3 separate regions of the Sus scrofa genome follow, and regions 1 and 3 are each linked to region 2. A link is a contact called in public HiChIP or PLAC-seq data. All regions are on one chromosome and are shown on one strand. Each heading gives the region's core, a stretch centred on a gene start, on an enhancer-like site or on the middle of the called end of the contact. The rest is flanking DNA. Distances are from core to core; before and after follow the strand shown.

Region 1 (3,512 bases), core at 397-2,896, 230 kb after region 2:
TGGCAATCTGCTCTCTCTGCTCCCTTGGGGACCAGAGTCATCACAAAATTGGATTTCTGAAGTCCCCAGAGCTTCCTCTGTACCTAAGAAGGAGAGCAAAAGAAGACTGTGGTTCAAGGCCTTCTACCCCTTAATGAGCATCATCTTAGATGGGCCCTGGGTGATGTACCATGGCCTCCTGGAGGATATTCGAAAACAATGCCTGATCAGATGGCCTCTGCTCCAGGCAGTTCTGCTCCAAGACCCACACAAGAAAATGCCCTTGTCAGTCTACATTCCTCAGAAAAGACATTTCCCTGAAGCCCAGAGGCAGCAGAAGTTGTCCCATGACTGAGGACCTTGGTTTCTGTCTTCCTTGATCCTGGCCAAACCCAGCCCTGCCGAAGTCTTTCCTGTGATGTGGGCCACAAGATTCTTATCTGGGAATATAAAGAAGTTGACTGGAGTTCCCGTCGTGGCTCAGTGGTTAAGGAATCCGACTAGGAACCATGAGGTTGTGGGTTCGATCCCTGGCCTTGCTCAGTGGGTTAAGGATCTGGCGTGGCCGTGAGCTGTGGTGTAGGTTGCACATGCGGCTCGGATCCCGCGTTGCTGTGGCTCTGGCGCAGGCCCCTGGCTACAGCTCCAATTCGACCCCTAGCCTGGGAACCTCCATATGCTGTGGGAGTGGCCCAAGAAAATGGCAAAAAGACAAAAAAAAAGAAAAAAAAAAAGAAGTTGACTATGTGAAGTACTTAAGAAAGCACTCGGCACATCATAAGCCTTCTAGCCGTGCCCCTACCTCATAGGGTAGGTGTCAGGATTACATTAGATTATCCATGTAAAATGAATAGCATTTGGAGTTCCCTGTTGGCCTGGCAGTTAAAGGATCTGATGTTGTCACTGCTGTGGCTCAGGTCGCTGCTGTGGTAAATGTTCCATCCCTAGCCTTGGTACTTCCACATGCTGCAGCATGTGGCCAAAAAAATTTTTTTTAAATAAATAAAATGAGGAGTTCCCGTCGTGGCGCAGTGGTTAACGAATCCGACTAGGAACCATGAGGTTGCGGGTTCGATCCCTGGCCTTGCTCAGTGGGTTCAGGATCCAGCGTTGTCGTGAGCCGTGGTGTAGGTCGCAGACGTGGCTCGGATCCAGCGCTGCTGTGGCTCTGGCGTAGGCTGACGGCTACAGCTCCAATTGGACCCCTAGCCTGGGAACCTCCATATGCCGCGGGAGTGGCCCAAGAAATAGCAAAAAGACAAAAATAAATAAATAAATAAATAAATAAAATCATTAGCATTCAATAAATGTTAGGTCCTTGGTCAAGGAGTACCTCAGTTGCTGTAAATTCCACTCATGAATCTATATCTTCAAGAAGCTTGTGGGATCAAAGGTTCTGTTTAGGAAGAGGAATTGATACTCAACACCAAGGTCTATAAATCCCACGCATTCAGAGTTTAAAGAGGCTGGAACAAGGAATCCCCACATCTCCCCACCTGCACCCCATTCCAGTGTCATGACTCTCATGAAGATAGCCAATGATCTCTTTCTTGGTCCGTTCAATGGATGTTTTCAACCCTCATTTTCTGTGACCTTTATCTTTCACTAGGCAGCGCTGGCACTGCTGAGTCACTGTTCTCTTCATGAGATGTTGCGTTGGCTTATGTGTCATCACGCCCTCCAGGTTTTCCTCTTTCTCTCTGGCCACTCCTTCTAACTCTCCTTTGCAGATGCTTCTTCCTGCAGCCCTCTCTTCACTGCTGGTGACCAGCAGGATCTTTCTTAGGCAGGCTTCTCTTCTCACTAGACATATTTTCCCTTAGGCAATCTTATCCACACCCATGGGTCAATGACCCGTATGCTCATGACTCCTAAATCTCTAGCCCAGTTCTCTCTTCTGAATTCCACACCCATAGCTCTGAGAGCCAGCCGGACTTTTCCTCATGGATGTCTTACAAGCACCTCTAACCCTTCAAGGTCCTAATTCAACCCACCATCCTCACCTCCACAAACAACTTTGCACCTCTTCCTGTGTTCTCTATCTCCCTCTCTGTCATCACCTACATCTATCCATGAAGAGGTAGCTCTACTTCTAGAATATACCCTGCATTAATCCATTTTTCTGTTTCCATTAGCACCACCCTAAACCAGGACATTGGCATCTCTCACCTATAACAGCTTTCTTCTTGTTGTTCTTCTTATTCTTGTTCTTGTTCTTCTCCTTCTTCTTCCTCTTGTTCTTCTCCTTCTTCTTCTTCCTCCTCTTGTTCTTGTTCTTCTCCTTCTTCCTCCTCTTGTTCTTGTTCTTCTCCTTCTTCTTCCTCTTGTTCTTGTTCTTCTCCTTCTTCTTCCTCTTGTTCTTGTTCTTCTCCTTCTTCTTCCTCTTGTTCTTCTCCTTCTCCTTCTTCTTGTTCTTGTTCTCCTCCTTCTTCTTCTTCCTCTTGTTCTTCTCCTTCTTCTTCTTTGTTTTTTTAGGGCCACACCCACAGTCTATGGAGGTTCCCAGGCTAGGGGTCGAATCAGAGCTATAGCCGCTGGCCTATACCATGGCCACAGCAGTGCGGGATCCAAGCCACATCTGCGACCTACACCACAGCTCACAGCAATGCTGGATCTTTAACCCACTGAGTGAGGCCATGGATCGGAAGTGCATCCTCATGGATGCTAGTCAGATTCATTTCCACTGAGCCATGCCGGGAACCCCTGTAACAGCTTTCTAATGGGTCCCTTCCCTCCTGCTTGTCCCCTTACCAGTTCACCCCCCACACTAAAGCTGGAGGGAGTGTTCTGAAACAGCACAGATGATCAGGACACTCATCTGCTTAAAATCTCTTGACGACTCCTCAGAGATTTTAGCTGATAATAATTATAGCTTGCACTTATATAGTACTTAATATGTGCCAGGCATTTCTCTGAGACATATATTGCCAATATCCAAGAAACAACCGAGACCTCGCAGCTATGTGAGTGAGCTTGAAACTGGATTATCCAGCCCCAGTCAAGCCTTGAGATGGCTGCTCCAGCCAACAGCTTGATTGCAACTGAACCTGAATTACCTGCATAAATCACTCCCACATGTCTGACCCTTAGAAACCACGTGAGTGTTTGAAACCAAATACGAGTTTGTTGAACCTTAGAAACCAAATAAGTGTTGTTTTAAGCTGCTGAGTTTGGGGAAATTTTGCTACACAGGGATAGATAACTCACTTATCACTCTAGTATATGACCTCCAACGTCATTCATTCATTCATTCAACCAACCAGTCACTATATAATGAGTGCCAAGTATGAAAAATATGAGCACCAAATATGAAAACTACTTATGTCCATGCTCCCTTACCCTTTGTCCCCCCGCCCCCCGTGCCAGTGATAAGAAACGATCCTTCAATCCCAAAAGGTGGCATGAATTTTTGTGTTTCTGTGCTTTTGTGCTGCCCAAGGTATCCTTTGCTTCTTAGCCTGGTTGCCTTCCAGTCTTCCTCAAAGCTGCATTCCTGCATTGCTCTCAGTCTGACTTACATGCTTCCTTTCTGT
Region 2 (3,606 bases), core at 437-2,936:
TCAACAGAGGAGTGGATCAAGAAGATGTGGTACATATACACAATGGAATATGACTCAGCCATTAAAAAGAACGAAATACCAGCATTTATAGCAACATGGATGAACCTAGAAACGATCATGCTAAGTGAAGTCAGTCAGACAATGAGACACCAACATCACATGCTTTCACTGACACGTGGAATCTGAAAAAAGGACAGACTGAACTTCTTTGCAGAACAGATGCTGACTCACAGACATTGAAAAACTTATGGTCTCTGGAGGAGACAGTTTGGGGGGGTGGAGGGATGTGCTTGGGCTGTGGGATGGAAATCCTGTGAAATCAGATTGTGATGATCATTATACAACTACAGATGTGATAAATTCATTTGAGTAATAAAAATTAAAAAAAATGTTAGTGGCTGTTATCAAACAGGACAATGGTGCTGATATCATCCTTTTGTAGTTTGTGGTGATTGCCAGCAATGAGCAAATATCTACGGACAACCTATTCTGTACCTAGCATTACATTAAACATTGTGAGGAAAACACATTAAAGGTAAGGAGACACTGCCCTCCATGAGCTGGAAAGAAACAACCTGGAGAGAAAAGTATGTGCAATAATTTAGAGCACATTTAAATTCTAACCTGCATGGTACTGCTGGTGAGCACAGTAGCCCCTTAAAGACTAGAAAGAACAATGTAAAATGAAATAGCTGAGAAAGACCTAATTGAAGAGTTGCACACAAGAAGATGGCCGTGATTGGACAGCCAAAAGGACCTTCCAAAAGAAAGAAACAGAAAATGCAAGAGCAGAGTTCCCCTTATGGCACAGTGGTTAACGAATCCGACTAGGAACCATGAGGTTGCAGGTTCGATCCCTGGCCTTGCTCAGTGGGTTGAGGATTCGGCGTTGCCATGAGCTGTGGTGTGGGTTGCAGACGAGGCTCGGATCCCGCATTGCTGGGGCTCTGGCGTAGGCCAGTGACTACAGCTCCGATTCGACCCCTAGCCTGGGAACCTCCCTATGCCACGGGAGCGGCCCTAGAATAAGGCAAAAAGACAAAAAAAAAAAAAAAAAAAAAAAAAGAAAAAGGAAAAAGAAAGAAAGAAAATACAAGAGCAAGAAGATTGGCTTGTCTGGAGAGAAGAACCCAGCTGTGTACACAGGAGGGAAATTATGAAGAACAGACACAATGGTGCCAGGTTAGAGACCTCTTGAAAGCTAGGTTCATCAGGTATGGAGCCGTGTTTGAGGTGGCTGTTGTCTAAGAGAAGAATACAGGATGAATCCTAAGTGACATCGATGAATCCTAAGCAGTTGAAAGGCTGTTACCTCAGAGCAGTGTGAAGTAGTAAAATGTCAGATGCCAAAGGTGGCAGGCAGGGGAGGGAGAAAGCCAACGAAAAAATGGGAGGATCTGATGAAAGTTAAAGCTATTAAAAAATCAGATGACTTCAAAGTCAATGCCTTGAATGACTTGAGGAATGGTAATAACACTGTCACAAACAATTTGGCAATGGAGAGACGGTTTTTGGATAATGGCCTTGACTTTGTACATGAGGTTAAAGTAAAAGTGAGATGATGAAATGAAAATTACTTTATACCCCACTGTTTCACAATCCAGGGTGATTTGCCCTTGAGGACATATTTGGCAATGTCTGGAGATATATTTCATTGCCACATTATCTAGCTGCTATCTTGTGGCTAAGCATCCTACAGTGTGCCAGAAAGACCCAACAATCAAGGATTATCTGGCTCAAAATTTCAAGAGTGTCAGCATTGAGAAACCCTGCTATAGACTGTTGAAAACAACAGAAGAGAAAGCAAACAAGAACTTAGGGCAGGAATATAGATTTGAGAAGGAGGACAAAAGTGATACTTTATTCTAAGAGTTCAGTTCTCCACAGAAGTGATCACTTAGAGAAGATTAAAAGACCAGGGTGACAGAACTCTGAGGACTGACAATTTGGCATAAATATTTACGAGGCTTAAAAATAAAAAGTACACGGAGTTCCCATTGTGGCTCAGTGGAAATGAATCTGACTAGGATCCATGAGGACGCAGGTTCGATCTCGGGCCTCGCTCAGTGGGTTAAGGATCTGGCATTGCCGTGAACTGCAGTGTAGGTCACAGACATGGCTCGGATCCTGCGTTGCTATGGCTGTGGTGTAGGCCAACAGTCACAGCTCCGATTCAACCCCTAACTTGGGAACCTCCATATGCCGCAGATGCGGCCCTAAAAAAAATAAATAAATAAAAAAGCAAAAAATAAAAAATAAAAGGTACACACAATCAAGTAAACATTTCCAAAACTAAAACTACGCAGATTTGCATTGACTCTGATGTAACTTAAGAGGTAGAAAGTTACCATGGTTCCCAAAGGCAAAGCAAATTGGCTTTGCCAGTAGCAACTAATATAGAAGTATTTGCCCTGTTAAAAATGCTTACCTTCAGTAACCGTGCCAGCGCCACACGATTCTGTCAATCCATAGCCTTGACCAACCGGGCAGCAGAAGCAGACATTCATGAATCGGTGTGTCTGCGGAGACAGGGGTGCTCCACCAGACAGCATCATACGGACATTCCCTCCTAGCAAAGCCTTCACCTTTTTAAACAGTAGCCTTGATAAAAGGGGGGGGAAATAAATGATTTGAATATATGCATAGATTATTTTTGGTGACATACTAATTTACAGGCTCTGGAAAAGATTTCTCAACTTGGGTCAAACATCTACACTTTAGGACCATTGCGATAATGAGAGGTTAACAAAGAGACCACTAGTAACACCTTAGGAGAAAAGTCAGGAAAACTCTTAAAAATGCAAAAAGAAAAATGCCGTGTTGGGAAACTACTTTGACACACAGGAGATGAAAGAAAATGATGATGTCAATGGAAAAACTGTAGTTATCCTTGGAACATTTAGTCATCTATCTTATTTCCCATCCAATGAAAACACTTCCCCATCCTGACTCTCCAGCACCACATTTAAAATAACTTATATTCATACCCCTAATATGTTATTTTGTGACTACAATAAGTCAGAAAGCTTTGTGCAAAATAAATCTTGAAAAATCACTTTTTAAAACTCAATTGTCTTGACACAAGAGTCCGTTGTAGTTTTTCTTCATGAGACCAAATTTTTTAATTAAATTTTTAAAACATTCTCAATTATTAAAATGTGTTAAATTGCCAAGATCAGAGTTCAAGGTCCTGTGCCTGCTACACAAGCAATGAGGCTTAGAAGTGAAAAAAAGAGAAATTCAACGCTGGTGGTAATTACCTTGCCATGTGCTTATTCATCTTCCAAATGTAAAAACACGAAAAGATCTAAAGGCTCAAACTATAGAATCTATAAGATATACTTACAGATTGCAAAGTGGGGCATCATATCCCTTTTTGATCTGTTCCAATTTGTAATCATACCCTATCTTGAACAGAGTTTTCTGAATATAATTCATCTCTTGGACTTTGCTCATAACATTCTTATAAATTCTATCCATGATTTCCTAAAAGGTAAGAAGCAACATATTAAATAATCAGAAAGGAACCGCACCAACACTGAGACGGTCTTTAGTTGAAAATACCCTGTTTATAATATCTTAGGTAAAAGTCTTTAGTATAATGGA
Region 3 (3,749 bases), core at 638-3,137, 170 kb after region 2:
CACACACACACACACACACACACACACAGCTTTTCAGTTGCCTCACTCCTAAATACAAACGAATAATTAAAGATAATCAAATGCTGGAGAAAAAATATCTTTAATAGAAAAAAAGAAACTAAAACAAACATTGAAAAAGAAACTGGGGAGAAATAGAAACAATGCAGGGAGCAGAAGGAGCCATAAGATAAACCCTGTAATTAAGATTTTCAGAGAGGAGTTCCCATCGCGGCGCGGCGGAAACGAATCCAACTAGGAACCATGAGGTCATGGGTTCGATCCCTGGCCTCACTCAGTGGGTTAAGGATCCGGCGTTGCCGTGAGCTATGGTGTAGGTCACAGACACGGCTCAGATCCCACGCTGCTGTGGCTCTGGCGTAGGCCGGTGGCTACCACTTCAGATTCGACGCCTAGCCTGGGAACTACCATGTGCCGAGGGTGTGGCCCTAAAAAGACAAAAAGACCAAAAAAGAACGAGCTCTTAAAAAGTCGAACGACTAGAGTAGAATTGTTTTTAATTCAGCAGAAAGAACGTATATTTTAAAAATCTCTAGAGTGCAGAATTAAATGGCTATGAGGTTAGGAAATAAAGACAGGATATAAGAATTAAAGAACCATTATCCATTGTGAGCTCCCAGAGAGAGAAGAGGGGAAAAATGGAGCCGAAATAATCGAACAGAATAATGGAAGTATATCCCCCAGCAGAAGGAAATGAGTTACCTAAGGGCTAAGTATCCAGTACAATGACTATAAGACACATGCTGAGGCACATGGTCATAAAATTTCAGAATTTGAAGGATAACCTCTTCAAAAAATTACCTCCCATGAACACTTTGCAGGAAGCCATTGGAGTGTGTGCATCACCATGACAAGGGAGTGGCCAGAAGATGACATGGGATCCAGGAAACAAAGGGTCCAACACAAGAGACTGATGACAAAAAGTCCCAGGATGAAGGTAAAGGGAAGACAGCCATGCTGTAGGCTAGAGACAGGTAGATGGAAGGTTCTGAGAGGATGTCTCCATAAAAAAAAAAAAATCAGATTATCTGATGTGTTGACTTTATTGAGAAGAGTATTAGATCATTTGGGGAAGTCTGGGGTTGGATTAGTAATGATAACCATATAAAAACTAAGTGAGTGAGGAGTTCCCACTGTGGCCCAGCAGTAATGAGCCTGACTAGTATCCATGAGAATGTGGGTTCGATCCCTGGCCTCACTCAGTGGGTCAAGGACCCGGAGTTGCCATGAGCTGTGGTGTAGGTCGCAGATGTGGCTCGGATCTGGTGCTGCTGTGGCTGTGGCGTAGATCAGTAGCTGTAGCTCTGATTCAACCCCTAGCCTGGGAAAAATCCCCTATGCCACAGGTGTGGCCCTAAAAAGACCAGAAAAAAAAAAAAAAAACTGAGTGAACTAAAAGGAAACTATTATCAACTCCAAGCCAAACAGGACATTTGTATATGTGTATGTTGCAGGGGGGAGGGTTGAAAGGGAACAAAATCATGATAATTCATATAGAAAGGGAAATAGAAAATGCTTAAAATTAAAACATCAAGAGAGAGCAGTATCAACTGTAAGTCAGGAACTGAAATACCAAAGCAAACCCCCAAACCAACCAAGAGAAGTGAGAGTGGTTCCCTCTTAAAAGAAGGACACAGGAAATGGGAAGTGTGGAGATTTCTGGGTTTGTTTTTTCTTTTCAATACCAGGACTCCTGGTACTATCCATTCAACTATGTGCACGGATTGCTTGGACAATACTAGTAACTGCTGAGAAGGGTTTCTGTGGGGTTTAAAGAACAGAATGCAAGTAAAGCTCGCAGCGTAGCCCTTGGAGTGTACGTGTTATTGAAAGTCCTTGTTACATAATAGGCACGAAAACTGTTTAAAGTGCCAAGTTGTTATAACACCAGCTACAGAGAGCTGTAATCAGGAAGGTCAATCAGCCGTATAGTGTGTTCAAAGTCATGTGATTCTTGGTGTCTCAGACACTTTGGAACTTTAAGGCTACTTCCTATCTTCTACTCACACGCAAAATGGAGAGCTTTTACTTCCGCTATTCCATCTCCTCCACTGCTGGGAGCCAAGAAAGAGATCTACGTTTGGGCACCTCTGACATCTAGCCCCAGATGTGAGGTGAGGAACAGCACAATAAATGCCGTGGCTTTCTTTTGTAGAGCCCACGAGACCTGGTTTCTTTAAAGGAAAAAAAAAATCTCAGGCTGGATGGACTTTTCTCCAGCATCGCAAAGGTACTGGTGCCTCTAGCCCTGAAGACAATGACTCTCCCTGCTACTGGAGCCATCAGGTCTCTGGACTCTCAGGCAAAGAGAATGGAAGCTGAATGAACAGCTTAAGAATATCGTAGGGTCTTCACATCTGGAAGTGTAGCTGGGGAAGTTTTATTCTCCCAGACTCCCCCCAGCTTGAAAGCGTCTAACTCTGTTTTCTTTGTTGTTTGGGTTTTTTCTTCCTCCCATTTAATTGCACACTAGAACCATGTTTTGAGACAGTCTGATTTTGATTAAAGGTCTCGTCACACCATAGTCAGGATAACTTTTTTTCTTTTTAGGGCCGCACCTGCAGCACATGGAAGTTCTCAGGCTAGGGGTTGAATTGGAGCAGCAGCTGCCAGCCTATATCACAGCCACAAGGCCAGATCTGACACCACAGCTCATGGCAAAGTCTGATCCTTAACCCACTGAGCAAGGCTAGGGATCAAACCCGGATCCTCATGGATACCAGTCGGGTTTGGGTTCATTACCACTGAGCCACAATAGGAATTCCAGGATAACCTTTCTCGTACCACAACCTAGTAGAAAGTTGGTAGAATAAAAGAGAGAGCCTAGGTCGTGTGGTGTCTGATAAAAGCCCTGACTCTGGGTCAGATGAACCTGGGTTTGCCTCAATTTTATCATTTCACTGTCACATTAAGCAAGCTGCTTAACCTCCATATGCCTTAATTTCTCAACTAGCAAGTGGGAATGACAACATCCATTCTCTAAGATTCTCACAAGAGCTAAATCACCTCACACGGCACTTGGGGCATAGTAAGCACTTTGGAAAACGCTAAGCACTCATCTATTCATCATGCCTTCTCGGGAAGAGAACCTGCTCCTTTCCAGATGAGATCTGGAAATCGAAAAGTTACTTAAGCCTACAGTTTCCACTTTATCATCCAAACTGGAAATACACCAAATCTAAAGGAATCCCCAAACTTATCAAACATACTTTTCATTTCTCCAACCGGGTCAAAGGAAAATGGCTTTCAAAAATTCATCTATGAGTGGATAAGCCATGAGATCCTGCTGCATGTACAGCGAGGGAACTATGTCTAATCACTTGTGATAGAACATGATGGAGGATAATGTGAGAAAAAAATGTATATATATACATGTATAACTGGGTCACTTTACAGCAGAAATTGACAGAGCATTGTAAATCAACTGTAATAAAAAAAATTAAATAAATAAATAAATTCATCCGTGGTTGGTCACTGTTCCTCTAGCGCCTACTAGCGGCAAAATGCATGAAATGCCTCCACATTTCTCAGATTTTTGTTAACCCTAAATTTGAGGTGGGAGATAAGTCTTTAAACTGTCCTGGTGGTGGGTTTGTTTTTTAAACGGCGACTCAAATCAGGGTGCCACATAATTTAGGTGCGTTTGTCTGTAAAACTCTTGTCTGTGAACGTGCTTTAGATGGGGATTCTCTCTGTAGACAGAGATAAAAATACAAGATGACCTTAGAAAG

Evidence for each region. HiChIP or PLAC-seq counts read pairs in DNA pulled down with a chosen protein or histone mark.
Region 1: an H3K27ac HiChIP or PLAC-seq map of alveolar macrophages shows a contact between it and region 2. The contact joins two enhancer-like sites. A contact is called at or near these places in 1 of 47 Hi-C or Micro-C datasets (subcutaneous adipose tissue) and 1 of 2 datasets of contacts at active chromatin or transcription factors (alveolar macrophages).
Region 3: a contact with region 2 is called in an H3K27ac HiChIP or PLAC-seq map of alveolar macrophages. The contact joins two enhancer-like sites. A contact is called at or near these places in 12 of 47 Hi-C or Micro-C datasets (alveolar macrophages, embryonic fibroblasts, fetal skeletal muscle and 7 more) and 2 of 2 datasets of contacts at active chromatin or transcription factors (alveolar macrophages and skeletal muscle).

Annotation. Positions count from the first base shown.
Region 1 is chrX:90,008,970-90,012,481 of Sscrofa11.1, forward strand. No RefSeq gene overlaps it. Among named protein-coding and RNA genes, the nearest start is that of TMEM164, 95 kb to the right of the region's middle. Within about 2 kb of position 1,647, at least 1 of the 83 cell types and tissues checked has an H3K27ac peak or open chromatin away from gene starts, as enhancers often do. A contact at or near this core is called in alveolar macrophages, where this site is marked.
Region 2 is chrX:89,778,590-89,782,195 of Sscrofa11.1, forward strand. ACSL4 (acyl-CoA synthetase long-chain family member 4) reads right to left here. Exons shown (of 16, transcript NM_001038694.1): 10 at 3,347-3,486; 11 at 2,429-2,601. Among named protein-coding and RNA genes, the nearest start is that of KCNE5, 38 kb to the left of the region's middle. Within about 2 kb of position 1,687, at least 2 of the 83 cell types and tissues checked have an H3K27ac peak or open chromatin away from gene starts, as enhancers often do. A contact at or near this core is called in alveolar macrophages, where this site is marked.
Region 3 is chrX:89,947,649-89,951,397 of Sscrofa11.1, forward strand. All of the region lies in intron 3 of LOC110257796 (a long non-coding RNA gene), which reads right to left. Among named protein-coding and RNA genes, the nearest start is that of ACSL4, 110 kb to the left of the region's middle. Within about 2 kb of position 1,888, at least 5 of the 83 cell types and tissues checked have an H3K27ac peak or open chromatin away from gene starts, as enhancers often do. A contact at or near this core is called in alveolar macrophages, where this site is marked.